Regions from separate parts of the Mus musculus genome. Here regions 2 and 3 are each linked to region 1. A link is a contact called in public promoter capture Hi-C data. All regions are on one chromosome and are shown on one strand. Each heading gives the region's core, a stretch centred on a gene start, on an enhancer-like site or on the middle of the called end of the contact. The rest is flanking DNA. Distances are from core to core; before and after follow the strand shown.

Evidence for each region. Capture Hi-C pulls out chosen DNA fragments and counts their contacts.
Region 2: a promoter capture Hi-C map of liver shows a contact between it and region 1, with 2.4 times the contacts expected there. The contact joins the promoter of Cracr2b here to the promoter of B4galnt4 in region 1. A contact is called at or near these places in 1 of 39 promoter capture datasets (pre-B cells), 1 of 484 Hi-C or Micro-C datasets (embryonic stem cells), 2 of 115 datasets of contacts at active chromatin or transcription factors (memory CD8 T cells and pancreatic cancer cells) and 3 of 9 other capture datasets (embryonic stem cells, liver and pancreatic islet).
Region 3: a contact with region 1 is called in a promoter capture Hi-C map of pancreatic islet. The contact joins the promoter of Gatd1 here to the promoter of B4galnt4 in region 1. A contact is called at or near these places in 1 of 115 datasets of contacts at active chromatin or transcription factors (pancreatic cancer cells) and 1 of 9 other capture datasets (pancreatic islet).

What each region holds. Positions count from the first base shown.
Region 1 is chr7:141,058,818-141,063,649 of GRCm38.p6, forward strand. It overlaps B4galnt4 (beta-1,4-N-acetyl-galactosaminyl transferase 4), which reads left to right and starts at 2,161. Exons shown (of 20, transcript NM_177897.4): 1 at 2,161-2,607. The coding sequence starts at 2,457. Gm39114 (a long non-coding RNA gene) reads right to left here and starts at 2,222. Exons shown (of 2, transcript XR_881000.2): 1 at 1,981-2,222; 2 at 1-187.
Region 2 is chr7:141,458,264-141,463,095 of GRCm38.p6, forward strand. It overlaps Cracr2b (calcium release activated channel regulator 2B), which reads left to right and starts at 2,831. Exons shown (of 10, transcript NM_001025103.2): 1 at 2,831-2,926. It overlaps Pnpla2 (patatin-like phospholipase domain containing 2), which reads left to right. Exons shown (of 9, transcript NM_001163689.1): 5 at 167-227; 6 at 329-496; 7 at 582-714; 8 at 904-1,026; 9 at 1,126-2,480. The coding sequence ends at 1,405. It overlaps Gm10575 (predicted gene 10575), which reads right to left. Exons shown (of 2, transcript NR_152219.1): 2 at 3,218-4,000.
Region 3 is chr7:141,411,502-141,416,333 of GRCm38.p6, forward strand. Gatd1 (glutamine amidotransferase like class 1 domain containing 1) reads right to left here and starts at 2,624. Exons shown (of 8, transcript NM_172116.4): 1 at 2,501-2,624; 2 at 297-373. The coding sequence starts at 2,564.

The sequences.
Region 1 (4,832 bases), core at 911-3,410:
ATGACTCAGCAGTTAAAAGCGCTGCAGATGACTCAGGTTGAGTTCCCAGCACCAGCACGGCGGTTTAAAAGCAGTTCCAGGAGATGCAACACCATTTTCTGGCCTCTGTAGGCACTGGGCACACAGGTGGTAGACCAGACACGCATGCAGACAAGACATCCATATACATAAAACAATGAATTAAAATCTGTAAAAAAAAAAAAAAAAAAAGACAAATACAGTTGGGTTTTTGTTTGTTTGAAGTGCATACGTTCATCAATAGATCCTGTTGTCGTGCTGTCTGCTTGGTTAGACTGAAACATTTCCTTCTGTGGTTGGGGTGAGATGTGGTCTCGGCCAGATGTGTTAGCAAGGGGAACCGCTGTCTAGCTGATCACGGTTTGCTGACTCCTCAGTTGTTCTGCCTTACCCTACTTGCTTTACCGACTCTAGATGAAGAGAGGAGAGTCTTGGGCTTGGGTCGCCTACAGGGCCCTGAACTCTTCCCTGCTAGTGCACTTCTCTGCCCAAACGCTTTGCTTGCTTCCCAACATTTGCTTTCTTAAACAAAACAAAACAAAACAAAACAAAACAAAACAAAACAAAAAATGCTATTTGTCGGGCAGTGGTGGCTCATGCCTTTAATCCCAGCACTTGGGAGGCAGAGGCAGGTGGATTTCTGAGTTCAAGGCCAGCCTGGTCTACAGAGTGAGTTCCAGGACCGCCAGGGCTACACAGAGAAACCCTGCCTCAAAAACCAAAACCAAACCAAAACAAAACAAAACAAAAACAAATCAGAACAACAACAAACATTATTTGTTTTCTGCCTCTGTCCAGTAAACATAAGACAGCAGAGACCCTCTCTTTTCTTCTTCTTGTTCTTCTCTATTGCTCCCTCAAGTCTTCCTGTTGTAAAGATGTCTTTTAGCTGGATGACTAGGAAGATGAAAAAGTAGCTACAACAAGCTGGTGTGTGCTGAGACAATGTTCAGGATATAAACAAGTGCAGGCATCAGAAACAAAGTCAGGACAGGAAACCAGCTGATGAGAACAGCAGCTGATGCCTGGAAGAAAGTTAAAACAAAACAAAACAAAACAAAAAAACCCGACAGAAACAATTAAAAAGTTTTTTTTTTAAAGAAAGAAATGTGGCCAATTTGATTTTATGTCCCAAGGATACATAGTGATGGTGGGGTAATGTTAAAAACAAAGGCAAGCCAGGTGTGGTGACACATGCCTTGAATCCCAGCACTCAGGAGGCAGAGGCAAGCAGCGGTCTAAGAGCTCCAGGCCAACTAAGGCTACACAGTGAGACACTGTCTCAAAACAACACAAACTAAACAAAACCAGCAAAGCCACCTTGCAAACAGCACAGTGGTGCATGTGGTATGGGAAGGCTCCCTTGCCTACTGAGCTGGAGGCCACCCCTTAGAACAGACACTGGAAGTTGCCCAGTCATCTCCACTGGGGCACACCCACCCAGGGTGCGAAGGTCTCTAAGAGATTCCATCTCCTTCCAATGGCTTCTTTCTACTTAAGGCCATGGCATCACGGAGGAAGGGAGACTATTTAAATGTCCAGTCCCCATTCCTAACCCACGAGCTCTGCAGGCTCACAGCAGCTTCTGCTACACCAACTGAAGTACCCTGGTCATTAGGCTGGAACCTCAAAGAGAAGCGGCTGGTGGTAAGGTGGGAGAGAGGTGGTAGTCAGGAGGGCTGGGATGCACCAGCTAGAAAGCGAATGGAGTGCACAACTGAAGCTATCTGGATAGAACCACCCTCCACCCACCTGTCCTTCCTTACAGCTAGCCGAGAACATCCCAGCCTCGTTTTAGTCCGACTGAGAGGAAGGCTGAGCTCCTTCTCTGCGTGCTCATTATTCCCAGCGTTTTCCCAGACACGCAGCCGGATTCCCGCAGCACCCCTCGTCCCTGCCATGGCCTCCACAGTAACAACGACCTCTTACATCCCTCTCCCCGACGTCCCTGGTGTCCCTCACCGCAGATTCGGTCCCCACAACCCCCGCATCCCCGGGCGCGCGGCCGGCGAACACCAGGTGAATGCGCGCGTCGTGTGGATCATTGGCACACCCTAACGCGCCACCCCGCCTCCGAGCATCACGGATTGGTTGTACGCGGGCTGGCCGCGGCCGATTGGCTCGGGCACCGCGACCATCGGTCCCGTTTCACGCTGGGTAGCACCGCAGCGTGGATGCTGCTCGGTCCCGCGGCGTCCAGAGGAGCGTGAGCAGCCGGGAGGGGCGGGCGGGGGAGCGCCTCAAGGAGCCGCTCCCGCCGCCCACCCCGACCGCGGCCTGAGCAGCCCGGGAGTAGTGGCCGAATCCCGTAGTCCCCGCAGCGGACAAAGGACCATGCGGTGCTGCAGGCGCTAAGCGCAGCAGGGTGGGCCGGGGGATGTGGGGCGGGGCAGGCGGGGCCGGGGGGCCGCAGCGACGCCCCTGATTGTGGCGCCGCGATGCCGTGGTTCCCGGTGAAGAAGGTCCGCAAGCAGATGAAGCTGCTGCTGCTGTTGCTGCTGCTCACCTGCGCCGCGTGGCTCACGTATGTGCACCGGAGCCTGGTGCGCCCGGGCCGCGCGCTACGCCAGCGGCTGGGCTACGGGCGAGGTACGCGATGGCGCGTAGCGAGAGGGCCCGGACCTCCCAAGGCCTGGGGGTCTGACTGCCCAGAGCCCCTGCTGTCCTGCTCCTCCCAGCTCAGCTATATTGGGGGAGGGGTCGCGGTTCTGTTCGGCGGGACGCCCAGTGACGTCAGCAGTAACGCCAGGGACCCTCGGGGCTCATCCCTACCTTTTCCGACCCTGGAATCTGGCTTAGATCCGGTGGTGATGGAGTTAACGGTGGGCCCTTGGGGGAACCGGTGCCCTCAGCTAAGAGGCTTGTCAGGCCATTGCCTACTTAGCAGGGCCTCGGTTTCCTCATCTTCTGGAAGGTGGGGAGGTAAGGGTGGTGTTGAGGGATCCAGCTGCCTAGAGTGGCCAGAGCAGCTGGAAACCCTGGGTACACCTGTGAGTGAACTGAGATGTCTGTGTGCTAGGGACCAATGCTAACTTGAGTAAATGCTTGCTGTAGTTTGCACGTTTAAGAGTGGTCAGAGGATGTACAAAGCAACTTAGGCCTGTGGGTAAGAATCCGGGGAGAACCTCTGGAGTTGGTGGCCATTGGACCCACACCTTGGGGGAAAACTCTCCAGAGCAGGGTGAACATCAATGACAGCTAGGTAGAGAAAGACCAGGGAATGAGCCTGGAGAAGCCTAACCAAGCCACGTAGAGCTCAGCCCCATCTTTGTGAGGGAAGCTGGTGAGCTGAGGAGGGGAGCAAGTATCTCTCCTCTCAAAGTCTCAGAGCAGTGACACTGGCTCACTATGTTCTGGTCCAGTCCACCTGATGGATCCAGAACTCCCTTTTCAGCCCTGCACCTGTCTCCTGCCTGCAGAGGCCCTCTGCCTCTTCTTATGCCTGGACAACTGTTTCCAGACATCTTCCAGCAGATCCTGGGCCAAGGATCTGAGACAGATCCCAGCCCTCAAGAAAGTCTATGGGTCATCCCAAACCATGTACCTTATTAGCTGTGACGTCTTCAAGATATCCTGCCACAGCTCTATCCCGAAGAGATAAGTCTGGACTCAGAGCTGACCCAGTACCCAATAAAGCCAGCTCCCACCAGCTGCCCTTGTGGGTTCAGCTGACTTCCTGAGCAATTTGTTTCTGTCTGAGACCAACCAGGAAGGAATGAAGACAGGGAACCCCACTGTTGAAGATTGATCACGAGGGCAGCTGGCTCTGACTCCTCCTAGGTGGGTAGGATCTATTCTGGATCCTGGAAGATCAGTCCTGCCCAATGGCACTGCTAGAAGCAGCCTGGGCGGCACAGATGGGGCCCCAGCCACACACTCTCTTCTCTGGGCTGAAGGCCATCTCCTGTCTGGCCACCTGGGACCCACCAGGCACCACAAGGCATGTGAGAAATTGGGTAGCTGCAAGCGCCTGAGACTTTCCTGACAGTGTCGTCAGTCTTCAGAGCTGGCAACGTTCAGCGGGTGTCCAGCAGCCTGTGCGTATAGATACCTCCAAGTGAGGGTGGGGCAGATAACTGTCCCTTTGTGCTGAGGCTTAGCCTGAGCTGAGAGCCCACTACAGAAAGTTCCCAGTATACTCAAAATGCCTGGACTTAGCTTGATGGGCTGTGGGTATCCAGGCCAGGCTCCAGGACGTTGACCAGGAGTCTTGCTTGCTCACTTCCTGGCTTCTCAAGGAAGGATCTAGAATGTGGAGCACCGCCAAAATTTCAAGGGAAGAGACCACACAGGCAGCCCCTCACCTAGAGACAGTTCAGGCTCATCTGGTATCAGCTGTACCTTTCCAGTAGCCTGGCTTCTGAGATCAGCAAGGAGGGACAGATGTGAATGCAAGGTGTGACTTTGAAAAAGGAGGGATTCCTGGATCTAGTGTCTCATTGGGAGCACCAAGAGGGACAGGATTGGGATAGAATGAAACCTCCTGCCTTTGGAGACTCAAGTCCCAAAGAGTGGACACCCAGGAGTGCAGTGGGCATGCTACTTAGGGAGAAGGTCCAAGAAGTGGGACAAAACAAGGTATAGGAGTAGTCTACTCCAAGCTGGAGGAACTGTGGTGGACATGTCTTCACATAGATCTGGAGAGAGAGGAGGCAAACACCCTAGCACGTGGGAAGGACATCAAGGGTGCTAGGCCATCTGCAATTCTTCCCAAGGCAAAGCCATTCTGAGAGGATCACCAGATGGGTGTGAGTGTGTACAGTTTCACACTAGCCTGAGTATATATAGCCCTGCTCCTCGCTCTCATTAGGGAC
Region 2 (4,832 bases), core at 1,581-4,080, 400 kb after region 1:
ACCCTGGGGACCTCTGAGCCCTGGGATGACAGTGGGGCTTTTGGATGCTTTCCAAGGTTGGCAGGACTTCAAGCCAGGGCAGGTTGTTGGTGGAAGTGGCAGTTACAGGGACTCTACAGCAGTAATTCAACCGCACCATTCACACTGATTTATACCTCCGCCACAGGTCCTCCGAGAGATGTGCAAACAGGGCTACAGAGATGGACTTCGATTCCTTAGGAGGAATGGTGTGTGGGCAGCCCTGGGGTGGAAGAAGCTGGACCTGCAGTGCCCCCTGCTGGCCATAACCTCTGATGGCATCTCTCTGACCCCCCCCCCCCCCCCACAGGCCTACTGAACCAACCCAACCCTTTGCTGGCACTGCCCCCAGTTGTCCCCCAGGAAGAGGATGCAGAGGAAGCTGCTGTGGTGGAGGAGAGGGCTGGAGAGGAGGATCAATTGCAGCCTTATAGAAAAGATCGAATTCTAGAGCACCTGCCTGCCAGACTCAATGAGGGTGCGCCGCCACGGGGAGGGAAGCTCAGTTAGGAGGCCTAGGAGGCCCCCACTTCCCTGATTGACTGCCACCTTCCTCTCTGCAGCCCTGCTGGAGGCCTGTGTGGAACCAAAGGACCTGATGACCACCCTTTCCAACATGCTACCAGTGCGCCTGGCAACGGCCATGATGGTGCCCTATACTCTGCCGCTGGAGAGTGCAGTGTCCTTCACCATCCGGTGAGGGTGGGGAACGGAGTCTGGGGGAGGACACATCAACCGGTACATCAGGGACAGAGGTCCCGGATCATCCATGAGCAATGGGCTCCTTGGGAGATTTGGGGAGGATAGGTCTTCAGAACCTGGCAAGGGAGCACCAGATCCCAGCCTGGTGTTTCTGAGCTCATGCTCTCGGTGCTCCCTTCTCAGCTTGTTGGAGTGGCTGCCTGATGTCCCTGAAGATATCCGGTGGATGAAAGAGCAGACGGGTAGCATCTGCCAGTATCTGGTGATGAGGGCCAAGAGGAAATTGGGTGACCATCTGCCTTCCAGGTGAGCTGCTCTGACCGCCTGGCCCCCTGGGTCCTGAGTCTTGGAATGGCAGATCTCCACTAAGCCTTCCTTTCCTCCATGTCTCCTCCCCACCTGCAGACTGTCTGAGCAGGTGGAACTGCGACGTGCCCAGTCTCTGCCCTCTGTGCCACTGTCTTGCGCCACCTACAGTGAGGCCCTACCCAACTGGGTACGAAACAACCTCTCACTGGGGGACGCGCTGGCCAAGTGGGAAGAATGCCAGCGTCAGCTACTGCTGGGTCTCTTCTGCACCAATGTGGCCTTCCCGCCGGATGCCTTGCGCATGCGCGCACCTGCCAGCCCCACTGCCGCAGATCCTGCCACCCCACAGGATCCACCTGGCCTCCCGCCTTGCTGAGAATCACCATTCCCACATCGCCCGGCTACCAGCCAAGCTCCAAGTTGTCCTGCCCCACTAAGAGGAGCCCCGGGGTGGAACAAGATCCTGTCTGCCCCGGCTCTCCCCCTTACATGCTGTGGAATGAGGACATAGGACCCTGCACAGCTGCAAGTGGGCTTTCGATGTGAAACCTTTCACCAGCCACTCACTATGCTACTCCTGGTGGGGAGGGATGGGGAGTCGCCCTCCCCCGGAGCCCACAGAGCCCTCCCCCGTCACGTCACCTGTGCCTTACTCCTGCCCACCACCTTTTCAGTGCAGGGTCAGTCTTAAGAACTCCACATCTGCTGCTGCTCCCTGGTGTCCAAGTTTCCTTGCAGAGTGTGTGAAGAATTATTTATTTTTGCCAAAGCAGATCTAATAAAAGCCACAGCTCAGCTTCTGCCTTCCTCACTTCTGCATGTTACCCTTGCCTCCGACTGTGGTCAGCAGACAGAGCTTTCTCCCAGTGAACTGGTGTCTCAGTAGCTAACAGTTGGGCTTCACGGGGTTCTCTGAGTCCTGGCAGCTGGGGACCGTCTCCTAAGGTCAGTCCTCTGGCAAGGACACATGTAAGCTGCTCTGTTCTCTCTGAGGCTTGCTGCCTGTCTCTTGGGCCAGCAGATATGTTTGGGAGTTTGAGCCCCTTAGTATCGATAAAAAAACTAAAGTGGTGGGTTAGAGTTGCTCAGCCGTTGAACAGCTGTCTAATATGCACCAGGTCCGGATTCCATCTCAAGCACTAGGGGGAAAATGTTTACAAAAGGTGTCACCCACACATCCGCTCCTCATGTGACACAGCGAGTGAGGGCGTGGATCCCTGTGAAGGGCGAAGCTTCTGGAACTGCGGTCTGGGGACCCGGGAAGATTGGTTCCTGACCCATACTGGGGCATCTTGCCCAGAACTTTGTGCTTGGCTCCTCTTTCTTGGTTGTCACATGCTCCACTGCCAGGTGCATATGCCCTTTCCTGTACTGTAACCATACCTGCTTCCCGCCAGAACCTTGGGAGAGATCAGAAGTACTGAGGCAAAGTAGAGTTCACCATGGTTTCCTGAAGTATCCTGTGCTGTGTTTGTGTGTGTTGTAATAGTCTTGGAGGAAGGGGAACTCTGAGTGGGGGTGAGCTTAACTGTCCAGTTGGAGGACTTAGCTTAGTCCTCCGAGCTCAGCACCCACTTGCTCCTCCCAAAGGGGTGGGCTTAGCTGTCTATTTGTAGAACTTAGCTTAGTCCTCCGAGCTCAGCACCCACTTGCCCCTCCCAAAAGGAGCACAGTGGCTGCGGTTGCAGCCCCTAGCCAACAATAACGGTTGTTCTGGTTATGGGACCTGGGACAGCAGGACTGGGCGAGCCGGCCAGGCAGGTCCCTGGCCTAGGTGCCAGGGGCCGCCCCTTGTCTCCAGGTCCTGTCCCATACAGCAAGCCTGTTGTGGTTCTGCTTGAGACGCACAGGGCCCCCAGCGCCTCTGCAGCCTGTGATAGCCAGGCCAGCTTTTCAGGTCAGTTTGGGGGCTTGGTTGGGGGCATACTCTTGGAAATAGATGGGTTTCCTCTTAAGTAGGACTTTGGCAGCATCTTCAGAAGTTCCTCTAGGCCCAGAGAAGCCCCCGATTAGGACTGTGCCCCATGAGGAGTGCTGAGGGCAGACTGAGGTGGTCTCGCCCGGTCCCATACTCACTTCCCCCACACAGGAGAGCTGCTAACTTATATGTCATTCTCTAGTATTAAAACTTAGAAGACTCTAAATTGGGAAAGTAAAGAAAAGAAAGTCTAGTGTCCACAGCCCTGGATACAGCCACTGAAAGTATTTGGTTTATTTCCTGCTCCGCATTTTCCTACACAACACTTCTTGGCACCCTAAGTCTGGATACTCCGGGCGGGGTGGGGGTTGGCATCTGCACCTCCCCAGCCTTGATTTTGTTCTAAAAGGGTCTTGGGGGGAGCTGGGGAGATGGTGGGAGTGAGGGATACAACTTTGCTGCCCCCTGTGGCTCTCCGGGGAGAGCTAGCCACTCTGGGTCGGGTCACCAGGATAAGAGAGGCGGGACAAAACTACAGCAGCGCTCTGGTGGAGGATCCACCCGGACGTGCTATCCCGGGGTCTCCGGGCCTGTAAGGCCGCAAGGTCGCTCTGGGTACGCGCCCCTCGCGGGCTATCGGGGTCCAGGCAGGGGCGGGGCGCGCCGCGCGCGTTTCCGGGAGGAGCGGCCCGCCTGCGGCAGGTGCGGCGGCGCGGCTCGCAGGTAGGCATTTATTTGCTCGCAGGTCCCGCGACTGGGGTCCCAGCGCCGCGCCCTCTGGGCTTCCCCACCCCCAACCCCGGGCCCCTAGCTCCAGTGGTCGCACCTTCCGAGCGCTGTGTAGAGCAGCCATCGCACGCATCTCTGTCTGGAACGGCTGTGTTCCTCGGGTGAAGGCAGCTAGCCCAGACGTGCGTGGATGAGATTTGCCTGTGGGCCCACCCGCTGCCTTTCGTCTGGACTCCCTGGAGCCTGGCGGCAGCGCGGCTTCCGGCCAGGATGGACCTCCGGTCCCGAGGAACACTGGAGCGGTTGGTGGGGTGGTGACCGTGCCTGGTTGAAGTGAGGGTAGCCATCAGGGGTGCCAATGATTACTCCAGGTTGCCCTACCATGCTCTTCCTCACGTTTGCTTGTTGTTCCTCCTCCCACCCCCCGAATATGGGTAGGGGGAAGATGACCTCAAAGACTGAAAAGTGAGATAGGAATCGGTCAGTGTCACCGAGTTGTAGCTTTGGGAAATGTGGGGTTAATACACTGTGGGACTGACAGGTGGCTCTAATTAGAGGTGGGATGTCCATTCCAGGAGGTGAGAGGGGAGGCCCCAGGGGAGGAGAAAGCTGCAGAGACTGTGTTAAACCAAGATGTGGGGGTGTTTCTTAAAAGCTGTCCAGTGCCCAAGCCTGGGACCTTGCACCTGCACCCTTAAGGCCTGCCTGAGTGGCAGGTGGGAGGGACTGATGGAGTTTACTCGCAGCTTGCTTGCCAGCTGTCAGAAGTCCAGGGTATCACAGGCTCAGGCCTGAGGCTAAGGACTTGGTCTTGGTCAGAAGTGGTTTAGCTCTCAACCTTAGGCAGTCCTAGCTTGGGATCTCCCAAGTCCAGGATGTGGCAGACTCTACTCTCTGTTCACTACAGAATCTCTGCTGGCTGCCAAGAGCTTTTACTGTTGGAGTAAGGTCACACTTTTTTTTTTTTTTTTTTTTTGGAGACAGGGTCTCACTATATGGCCCTGACTGTCCTGGAACCCACTTTGTAGACCTGACTGGCCTTAAAACTCACAGAGACCCACCTGCCTCTGTCTCCTGAGTGTTGGGACTAAAGGCATGCACCACTAACGCCTGGTCACACTTTCTTTTTTTGTTTTGAGGTAGAATCTCTCTATGT
Region 3 (4,832 bases), core at 1,374-3,873, 350 kb after region 1:
CTATTAGGAGCCAAGTGTGTAGGACCCACACACTAGGGTCAAGCCTTATCTTTCACTTAAAGATGGCCTGCAAAAGTGCAAGCCACAATGGAAAAAAATTTTTTTTCCCTGAAGATGGGTAGTCAGAGTCAGGGAACTGGGATGGTGGCTTAAGGATGCCTCCAAGACTGGCTGTAGATCCCCTTACCTGAAGGTAGCTCCCTCCTGGCCCTATCAGCTACAGAGGGCTCTCTACACTCTCCTAGCCTCAACTCAGAAAGGAGAACAGCTCACCCTAGAGAAGGGTGACTACTCACCCCTGGGGTGGCCACCTGTAGGTTGAAGGCAGCACTGGCCAGTGTGAAACAGTGGACGAAGGACTGGGCTGACACACCTGCAAAAGAGGGGTCCAGAAAAGTGAGGGCATGATAGGGCCAGCTGTCTCATCCCTATTCATAGACTGCTCCAGTGCTCCTGGGGCCATCCTGGTCCCAGAACCTGCCTTAGGGGCAGTCCATTTTACCCACCCCAGGGCCTACTCCCTGGGGGCAGGACAGCAGCCCTTCAGGTTCAGGAATACATAACTGAGAAGACCTGCTCAGAGGTCCACAGCAAGTCTATTATTTTACCCAGCTTTGGTCACTGGACCCTGAAAGACCTGCAGGTGCTCCAGTGGTTCTGAAACCTCCCTGGACAGGCTCTCCACTTGACCTAATAACTCTACCTTCAGGCCCCCAGGTCACCTTAACTGTCCACCAACACCATTACACCCTTGGCTGCATCCTACCCTTTCCCACTATAGGTACTTCCAAACAGGTAAATGTCTGGTGCATCCCCTTAGAGATCCACCAGGATCCAAGGTCCCCATAACCTGGGAAGAGCAGCAGTGAACATGTCACAGAGGTAAACGCAGCAGGAGAGGAGAGTGGTGTCTGGGGCACTCCCACACCCAGGACATGGGTAAGATTCTGCCCCACCATGGTATTCTCAGCCCTCTTCTGCCCATCAAAAGTGGCACACACCTTTAATCCCAGCACTCAGAGGCAGAGGCAGGCAGATTTCTGAGTTCAAGGCCAGCCTGGTCTACAGAGTGAGTTCCAGGACAGCCAGGGCTACACAGAGAAACCCTGTCTCAAAAAAACCAACAACAACAAAAAAGTCCTTCAAAAAGGAACGAAGCTTGCCTAATTCAAAAGACTCTAGCCCCCAGGTGTGGTAATGCACACCTTTATGCACACCTTTGATCCTAGCACTTTTTAAAAGATTTATTTATTTACTTTATGTATATGAGTACACACTGAAGCTGTACAGATGGTTGTGAGCCTTCATCTGGTTGTTGAGAATTGAATTTAGGACCTCTGCTCACTCCAGTCCAAAGGTTTATTTGTTATTATAAATAAGTACATTGTAGCTGTCTTCAGACCAAATGGTTGCTCTCTCCCATCCTGGTCTTAAGACACCCTGTGGGTCTTAAGACACTCCAGAAGAGGGAGTCAGATCTTGTTAAGGATGGTTGTGAGGTTGTTGGGATTTGAACTCAGGACCTTCGGAAGAGCAGTCAGTGTTCTTATCCGCTGAGCCTTCTCACCAGCCCCCTAGCATTTTTTTAAAGACAGCATCTCATGTAGCCATTGCCCTCTCTATCCTCCTGCCTCCAACTCTGACACTAGGCTTTTGGCTTGTGGATTTTGTTTTGGTTAATATTTTGAGTCAGACCTCACTGTGTACTCCTGCTAGCCTGGAACTTGCTATATAAGTTCCAGACGGGCTCAAACTCCTGGAGATCCATCTGCCTCTGCCTCCTGAGTGCTGGGATTAAAGATAATTTTTAGCTTCTCAATCCCTCACTTTCCGACTCTCAAGGAAGGCCTACCTAGGAGCTGCTGTAGATTCTCTTTTACCTCTATTCCAGGGAGGAGCAGCACCCTCAGGCCCCTCCCACCCTCACCTGGGACGCTTCAGTGTGGAACCCAGAAATTCATCAGTCCAAGATCCCGACGTACCCTCGCGCTCACACCCACTTGCAGAGGTCTATAGGAATCCAGAGGGAAACCCCGGGCCGCAGCCCTGGGCTCCACCTCCCCACAGAGACTATCTCGGGCCAGTCGGTTCCCTAAGGACCCGTGAAGTAATCATCTGCCCAGCGCCCCTGACACACACCGGGCAGTTGGAACATGAAGCCAACAGACCCCTTCTGCGTGAGGGTCCCTTTTATGCAGCTCTTTCGAGCAACCTCTTTCAGGATCGCTTCCTGGAGGTGCACGAAGATAAACCCAAGATAGGGGGTAACAGAGAGGCAGAAAACACGGGCAGAGAGAGTACCAAGCCCCTGCGGCTCACTCGGGGGCAGGGTCATCTCTGCAGCCGCTGACCGTCCCTGTCTGCCAGCGCAGACAACATAGTAGGCCTGCGCCAGAGAAACAGATGCAGGGTCCCAGAATCTCAACTCCACAAACACAAACGTTTGCCCAGAGTCAGGACTGCAGGCCAGTGAGCTACACAGCTGCCCTGCGCGCCTCACCTTCGGAAGCGCCGCTGGCCACCAGGAGACACGCAGGCCTGCTTGGCAGCCGCTCGGACGCCATGGCTACAGCCCAGGCGGATATTTGTGCGAGGGATGGGGCGGGGCGGGGCTCGCCTGCAGAGAGCGGAATGCGCATGCGTGAGGCACGAAGGGCGGGGCTCGCCGGCAGGGTGCAAGGTGGGGTGGGAGAAACAACGCGGAAATTGAGTGAAGATGGGGGCAGTTTGCGCATGCGCATGGGGTAGTGGTTGAGTGGCAAGCATGCGAGGGGCGGGGACTGAGCGGGGGCGGAGCGGGGCGGAGCGGGGCGGGGGTTGGAGGCGGAGGCGGGGGAGGATACGCCCTGGGTCCCTGAGTGGTCGTTTCCTGATTGGAAGCCACCGGTACAGACTTGTGGCCCTAGGGCACATCAATTAAACCCAGTGGGCCGGGTAGATGTTTCCGAGTCCGAGTCTACCACAGAGCTACTACGCCTTGGGCCTTTGCCCGAAAGTTGAGCCTGGCTAAGTGTGTCAGGGAGCGATGACCGGTCGGGCGGACAGGGTGAGGGGCACAGAGTTGGGTCGTATGTGGGCGGGTCTTCCTCTGCCGGTTTGTGAAGATCCAGAAGATACCTGGGTCGGTTGAGTTTTGTATGTTCCTATAGAGGATGGAATGTCACTTCCTGAGCTGTGGACGCCTCTGGAGGTTCTGTTGAGTTTCCTGAGGAAAAGACCAGATTGGGGAGGCCAACCTGTATCTAAAGCGATTTACTTCTGTGGGACTCCTGCTGGGGCTTAGGAAAAGGAACCTGGAGCCCAGGATTGTGTGTTGTCTGAGTGGCGACTTTTGAAGATTCACAAGCCACAAGCTTGACTAGCCATCCTTATTAAATCCCCATCTATTGACATGAAACCCTGAAATTGAAGGGGTCAGATTGGCTAGTGTCCACATACTCACACAGTTCCACCTTTGTGCTGCCTCCAGAGTAACATTAAGGCACCAGAAGTGGCAGAGCCAGCAGTAAGCTTGAGTCTTGTGGAGAAAAGTATTTATATTGAATTCAACGCCCAGGTATTAGATATAATTTTGTAAAGAGACTACCATTCCAGGGAAATGTATAGACAGGGCAAATTTTACCCTTGAGGAAGAGTGTGCTGGAGAAAATGGTGAACAGCACCCCAAGACAGGAAGAGCATTTGATTTTGTTTTAACTCAGGTGGTGGCTGTTTCTTTTGCCCACTGACTGGAGTCCGACCTCACAATCTTATTAACTAGTCGGGAAAGACTCAACATACAAGAAATGGAGGAGGGGAAAGCAGTCCCTGACTGAAGGAGAATCACTGTTCCAGGCTAGTATAGAGAAATACACCTTTGGGTAAACAAAGCTTTTACTAGGTGGAAAGGATTAAACATTTGCATAAAAGTCTTACAAGGTGAAGGAGATAAAAATATTTGGATTCTTCATTCTTTTTTTTTTTTTTTTTTTTTTGTGTTTTTGAGACAGGGTTTCTCTGTGTAGTCCTGGCTGTCCTGGAACTCACTTTGTAGACCAGGCTGGCCTCGAACTCAGAAATCTGCCTGCCTCTGCCTCCTGAGTGCTGGGATTAAAGGCGTGCGCCACCACGCCCGGCTTGGACTCTTCATTCTAAACACAGGTTTTATAATATTTTGATAGAAAAGACTAATATTTGCTGGGTGTAGTAGCCTGTGCCTTTAATCCCAGCACTCAGAGACAGGGCAGGTGGATCTCTGAGTTCAAGGCCAGCCTGGTCTACAAAGGGAGTTCCAGGACAACCAGGGCTACCCAGAGAAATCCTGTCTTTAAAAAAGGGGTGGGGGGGCCTGGAGAGATGACTCAGCAGTTAAGAGCACTGACTGCTCTTCCAAAGGTTCTGAGTTCAAATCCCAGCAACCACATGGTTGCTCACAACCATCCGTAATGAGATCTGATGCACTCTTCTGGGGTGTCTGAAGACAGCTACAGTGTACTTACATATAATAAATAAATAAATAAATCTTTAAAAAAAAGACTGATACTTGATATTTCTTTAACAGGTTCCAGTCCTGAGGGAAGTCAGGGCAGGAACTGAAGTAGAGATTGAGACCATGGAGGAATACTGCTTGCTGACTTTTTTTAGCTACCTTTCTTTGCTTTTGTTTTTGTTTGTTCATTTATTTTTTCTGAGCTAGGGTTTCTGTGTGTAGCCCTGGCTGTCCTGGAACTCACTCACTCTGTAGATCAGGCTGGCTCCTAACAGAGATCTCCCTGTGAGTGCTAGGATTAAAGGCGTGTCCTGCCTACCACCACCCAGCTCTAGCTACTGTGTGTACCTCGCCTGACAGACAT